Linked DNA regions of Mus musculus: region 2 is linked to region 1. The links are chromatin contacts, called in public Hi-C maps. All regions are on one chromosome and are shown on one strand. Each heading gives the region's core, a stretch centred on a gene start, on an enhancer-like site or on the middle of the called end of the contact. The rest is flanking DNA. Distances are from core to core; before and after follow the strand shown.

Region 1 (3,197 bases), core at 241-2,740:
AGTCTTTCATTTGAATATTGAATTGAATTATGACAAAATATTATTTTATTTAGGAACATATAACACAGCATGCACTATTTGGTTAATGACAGAGTAACAATTATTAGTATTAGTATCTTGTATTTCATTTTCTTGATAAAATTAGTATTTCCTCTTAATCTTTTTTTGGTAACAATTGGCATGGTTCTTTTGGAACTTTCAAACTAAATTTAATAGCTATTTTCTCAAACTAATTGTACTGCTTCTATTAATATGCCATTCTCTACAAAGTATATAAAAGGGGTTTGTATGCCAAAAATGAAAAGATAGGATACTCTGTTGTATAGTAATGCTGCCAATTGGTTACAAAATACAAAGTAGAAGAAAAAAACTTTCAGAATAATTTAGAAGATAGAAGGTTTTATTTTTCTCTAAATCATGAGGTACAAACATTTGACAGAAAAATATTTCTGGATGTTTCTATTTGCTGCTGTTTCCCAGTAAGTAGCTCTTTATCAAACTTTATCTCAGATTCCATATTTTGCCTTTGGCTTTTAAAATAGTCAGTCTGGAAATATCTATGAGTACTTATTTTCAATTTTAAGCCCACAAGAATTAAACTACAAGTTAGCTTCTTTTCATATCTTGGAGTGTTGAAATATCTTTACCACCTACTTCCACCCCGTCAGAAACATATATACATGTACATTGGCATATTTATGTGTATATGGAGATATGGAGTTATAGAATACAGACACACCCTTACTACTCACCTTTAATCCCAAACAATGAAGGTAAAGTTAGTTTATAGAAAGAAACATCCATGAGTGGCAGACAAAGTGACAAACTAGAGAAAGATTTGACAGAATATGCCCAAGTCTCATGAGAAGAGGAGAAAAAGAGGTGACAAGAGAGAACAGTGGAGGAGAGAGAGGAGGGAGGGGAGAGGGGAGGGGAGGGGAGAGGGGAGGGGGAGGGAGAGGAGAGGGAGAGAGAAGATAGTTTTACCTGGACAGTTGTACAGAGACAAGATGCAGAGAGATAACAGGCCAGAAAATGAGAAGGAGCCAGAAGATCAGAATAGATTATAGAGTTAGTTTGAGGTCAAGTGGAGGATTCAGGATAACTGAGAAGCCAGACTGATCAGTAAGCCTGTAGAGGGGTTTGAGTCAGAACAGCTGAATTCAATCTGCCAGAGTTCAGAAAGCAGTAGAATGGGGAAGCTTGCTCAGCAGTAAGTTTAAGAGGCTGCAAACGTTCTCTCCCTAGATAAGATTGTACTTGAGCAAGCTTCTAGGCCCAGGCCTAGGTTAGCAGACGGAAGCAATATGCCTCTGAGACAACAATTACACCAGGTAAATGGAAGTTACTTTTACAGTTTCCTCCTTTTCTCTGCCTGTGGACCAGGATATATCTGTCAGCTATTTCCCCAGCACTATGCCTGCCTGCTGCTGTGCTCTCTGCTGCTGTGATTCCAGGTATGATAATAGTGGACTAAAGCCAGGCCACAATTACATACTTTGTTTTATAAGAATTCCTTTGGTCATGGTGTCCCTTCACAACAATACAGCAGTGCCTTAGACAGAGTTAAATTTTAGCCTATCTTAATACCTAAAAACAAATAGTGATTTTTTTCACTAATATTCAAATAATGTGACAAATAATTTGTCATGCATGTCATGGATTAAATGATGTCACTTCCCAAAACAACCACATCTACCATGGGCCTGAGAATGTAATCTTTGGAATTCTGCTAGTAGATTCAAGGCGAGGATGGAAATTTACTGCCTTAGTAGTAGATCAAAACAAAAAGACAGAGTTTTCTCTAAGACAGCATAGCTGAGGTAAGATATAAGATATGGAGTGCTAACCATGACTGTCACCAGACACTACAAGACAAACAGGAGCGTCTCTCTCTTAAAGTTATCATAAGGGATCAACTTTGCCTACACTTTGGTTTTAAATGGCAGGCTTTCTGAATTATGAGAGAACAGTTGGGAACTGTTTCAGATCACCAAGCAGGGAGTAATTTCTGAAGCTCTGGATAACTAATATAACAAACTATAATATGTTGTTGTAGAACAAGCATGCGAGCTGTTTGTTATTATTGATAAATCCACAAAAATTCAGAGATGGTGGAGTTTGATTTCCAAATGGAAAAAAAAAAATCAAGTCTATGGCACCTCTGAATGTTTGTTTGAAGACCAAGGAAAATTTAGGATCCATATTTTAAAAGAATCAGTGATGCATCTCACTACATTGGGAATATGAAATCTGAAGGAGCCACCTCCTGTAACCAGGCAGAAACCCCAGTGGAGCAATAGAGACACCAACCCAAATACAAAATTTTCAACCCAAAATGTATCCTGTCTACAAGAAATTCAGGGACAGGGGATAGAGGAGAGACTGAGGGAATGGCCAACCAATAACCAGTCAAACTTGAGACTCATCCCATGGCCAAGCACCAATCCCTAACATTATTAATGATACTCTGTTATACTTGCAAACAGGAGCATGTTATCCTCTGAGAGGCTCCACCCAGCAGCTGAGACAGTTACAGACACTCAGAGTCAAACAGTAGATGGAGCTTTTGGTACTCTTATGGAAGAATAGGAGGAAAGATTACAAGCCTCTAAGGGGATAGAAATGAGAGGCCAAATCTGTTAAATTCAGACTCCATTTTAAAGAACCTGACCTAAGTTTGAATTTAGGTAAACTAACAAGCTGGTTTCCAAGTTGACCCCCAACCAAACCCAAGCTCAGCTCTAGTCTCTAGGCTAATCTCAAACAAGACCAGTGTCTCTTGGTTATTCTCCCAACATACCTGCACCCCCAGGTTACAAGCCCACATCCTGCCTAATGACCATCAATTCAGAGGTGAGCAGAAATTAGGTTTGTGATATGACTCCCAGCACCAGACAATTATGTTTCTTGCACCCCCAAGTTACCAGCCAGTCATGTTAAAAGGCCAGTTGCTTTCCAATTAGATGCTTGCACACTTACCTCCCCCTACTTGCTGCATACTATAAAGCCTTGCTCTGTTCCCCCACCACCAAAACCATCCTGAGTGATGGACATGCGCTGGGAGAGTAACATGCTGGCTTGAATAGAATAACGACCCTGCTGTGAGTTGCATTAGATCAGCTCCTGTCTGTTTTGGAGTGGGTGGGGGATGGTGCAGGGGGGATCACTAAAACTTCCCTGGCACTACAGGAACT
Region 2 (3,197 bases), core at 353-2,852, 94 kb after region 1:
TAATAGTCATTTTAATTATTAATTTATTTCCCATTATCCATAGGTTTTCTATAACACACACAGAAAGGTAAAAGGCCATAGAAAGGGTTTGAAGGGACATGTAATACAAACGTGAAAAAAGTAAAACAGAGCACATTTTGTGATGGACAAAGGAGTGGATTACTGTGGTAAATGCTTTGAAATTGCCCATACTCACTTTGAGGAAGTGAGAAATTTTAGCATTAATAGTACTTATTCTCCAATTTACTTTGAGTCTCAATGAAGTATCTATGATCGTCTTTCTTTAACCCTATAGCAATCTTAGGTAGATGTCAGTTGAATAAGGATATTAATTTCAGTAATCAATGCACAGACCCTGCCCTTAGGTAAAGCTGATAAAGTTGTTATCTATGTTCTAGTTACTTTGGTTTCTGGAACAGAGTGAAATGATTGTGAAGTTACAGGATGTTACAGTTAGGTCTGTAGCCCATCTCCCTGGCTTTTAAAATATGCAAGTGTCTACAAAGACCACCCCGTGTTAAAAGTCGACATACTTCATGTTGTTTCAGCGTTAAGTACTGTTTAGAGTTTGTTATCTTTTGTGAACCTTGCAAATCTAATTATTTATAATCTCCGGTGACATTTACATTTTGCTAAATATACTCTGTCCATGTTATCCTTTAAACATGGGTAAAGGATGCCTGGTTGGACTTCTTGCTTGTATAGAATGTAGGATATTGGAATGACCTAAGTTATCTTTTTGTTATAATCATATCACTTTAAGCACATAATTCTGAAAAACTGTCCACAGCCATTGCTATATATAAAATGAAGACTAAGAAGAAAAAGCCATCATAGCGGATATCATTTGTTTACCATTTAACTTTCAGCTGTGAGACCAAACCGCTATTACAGCTTACTGCTGTCTTGAAATAATACAATTCATTTCCATGCCAGCAGCTCTAGAACGTTTGGTTTAGTTTTTGAAACTGCTTGAAAGTAGATTGAACAGCTGACCTATTGTGTTAAGTTTACTTACACAAACATGGTGTCATGAAAATAAACTCTGAGAGTGCACAACACTGACTTCCAAGGTACTTTACATCCTGTGTTAATGCTTGCCTTACCCAGGCCCAGCGAGTAGAGAGTCTCAACTTTACCTACACCTCTCTACATCGAGACACCTCTCTCAGAAGACCAATACCTTGACCTTTAATCTTTCTTAAATGTGAGCTGAGATATGTTTTTGTTTTAGGAAAATGAATATACGGCAGATTTCTTTTTTCATATTAACTCATTTATGAAACGATGGAAAAGTGACATTTTACCCCTCTGGCTCTTGAAATACGCACTTTCCTCAAGAGTCAAAAGTAACATTTCTAAGATGGAAAATACAGAAAACTTGAATTGTGAACAAGGTTCTGTGGAAACAGTGAACAAATTAATTTGGCTCCCGGATAGTGGGAGATTTAGACTGTGGATTTATTGAAAGATGAATGAGCATTTCAAAGTCCTTCCCGAGGCCACGGCTCAGCCTTTCACATGCTCAATAGTATTCTGCAGGTCTTCCTGGCCCCGCCCCGACAGGGTGAGGACCTGTCTCCCTTGCCTGGCGGGCGGGTCAGAGCCGGGGAGATGCGGCGAGGCACGTGGGCTGGAGACACTTCCTAGAAACGCGCGCGGGCTCAACCCTGCCTGAACTTTCCTGTAAACAGAGCGCTGACAGGCGGCATCCCCGCTGGGTGGATCCCGCGCTCCTGGCGCAAGTGGCACTTCTTGCTTCTAATTATCGAGAGGAGAGGCGAATACGAACTAGCTGCTCGGCAAGTCAGTGCAGGAGGCTGACTTCTGGGAGGCTGGCGGGGAGGCTGGGGGAAGAGCTGGGGGAGGCTGCTGCTCTGCTCCGACTGTTTTCTCAATGAATAGCTGGCGGGGAGACTGAAGCTAGCCACAGCCTCCTCCTCACTCCGCGTCTGGGTGACGGCGACAGCACCAGCCCGGACCTGGCTCTCAAGACGCGCTCCTTGGACGGTCTCTTGCTCCGCGCTTCTAACCACCGGGCCCAAGGACAGAAAGGCTTAGCGGATCCAAATATTGCCCGGCAAATGGCACTTGGGAATGGTATTTTCTGATGACAACCCCTTCTGTTTGTGACAAAGCCTGTCGCCCGCAGTTGCCCCTGGAGGGAAGTACTAAGTAAAACTCAATCCTGTCTTAAAGTGTGGCTGCAGGGGCCAGAGGAGAGCCAGCACGCACCATGGCACCGGCCGGACACATCCTCACCTTGCTGCTCTGGGGTCACCTGCTGGAACTCTGGACCCCAGGTCACTCCGCGAACCCCTCCTACCCCAGGCTACGCCTGTCACATAAAGGTAGGTTACCTTTCCTTATCCTTTTGTTAGGAAAATGACCGAATGGAAAGTCACTTAACACAGGTCCATGTTGCCCCCAAGACCCTCAAAGTGCACCTGAAGCATATTGCCACACTCACCCAGGAGTGTAAGCACCTCGAGTTAACATATCCTACCTCATCTGGAAAAAGTGTTAAATCGCTTGCCAACTTGGAGGTGTTATTTTTGCCCTAGAAATATCAGATATTATTCTGGAGAAGTTCACTCACCGCTCTGCAGAACTGAGAAGGTGGGGCGCAGCTGCTAATAGCTGGAAAGGCTAAATCCCCCAAGTGAGCTGTAGCTACTGAAATACCACTACTTGCACTATGGGAGGCCTATGGGACAGGCTTTAAAAGTAGAGGCACACTGTTGTTGCTGCTGTCGTTGTTGTTGGGTGTTTTGTTTGTTTTCTTTTTAATGAGATTGAGAGGAGAAAAGAAAATTCCTGAGGAAAAAAAATGATATCATTCCCCCGTGTAATTAAAATGACTAACAAATAATACAAATTAGCCTTCACACTGAGTTGATTATTAGAATATTTTAATATGTGGCAAAATAAAGTAGTTTATTGGCAATCATGGTAAAGTGACTTGTAATGATTAAATATTACTATGTACTAGCTGTTTCTTTAAGTGTGCATTCATCTATTTTTACTGAATGCTTAGCACAATGTTTATTTTACTCTGCACACAGCTCCATCATATTCATAAATAAATGATCAAACGATAGGTTCTGCATCAGGACCAGTCAAAGCCAATCATCAGTCCTCCTGTCACCAAACAAATAAGAAGCAAAACCTGTGTTAAGAGGAAGCGATTTTGTTGA

Evidence for each region. Hi-C and Micro-C count contacts between places; a contact is called where the count stands out from the background.
Region 2: a contact with region 1 is called in a Hi-C map of embryonic fibroblasts, with 1.8 times the contacts expected there. The contact joins the promoter of Sema3e here to the enhancer-like site in region 1. A contact is called at or near these places in 2 of 39 promoter capture datasets (embryonic stem cells and liver), 9 of 484 Hi-C or Micro-C datasets (the AML12 cell line, adipose-derived mesenchymal stem cells, cortical neurons and 3 more), 5 of 115 datasets of contacts at active chromatin or transcription factors (embryonic stem cells and fibro-adipogenic progenitors) and 2 of 9 other capture datasets (adipose tissue and embryonic stem cells).

Annotation. Positions count from the first base shown.
Region 1 is chr5:13,930,016-13,933,212 of GRCm38.p6, forward strand. No RefSeq gene overlaps it. Among named protein-coding and RNA genes, the nearest start is that of Sema3e, 94 kb to the right of the region's middle. Within about 2 kb of position 1,491, at least 13 of the 459 cell types and tissues checked have an H3K27ac peak or open chromatin away from gene starts, as enhancers often do. A contact at or near this core is called in embryonic fibroblasts and pancreatic cancer cells, where this site is marked.
Region 2 is chr5:14,023,674-14,026,870 of GRCm38.p6, forward strand. Sema3e (sema domain, immunoglobulin domain (Ig), short basic domain, secreted, (semaphorin) 3E) reads left to right here and starts at 1,603. Exons shown (of 17, transcript NM_011348.2): 1 at 1,603-2,351. The coding sequence starts at 2,237.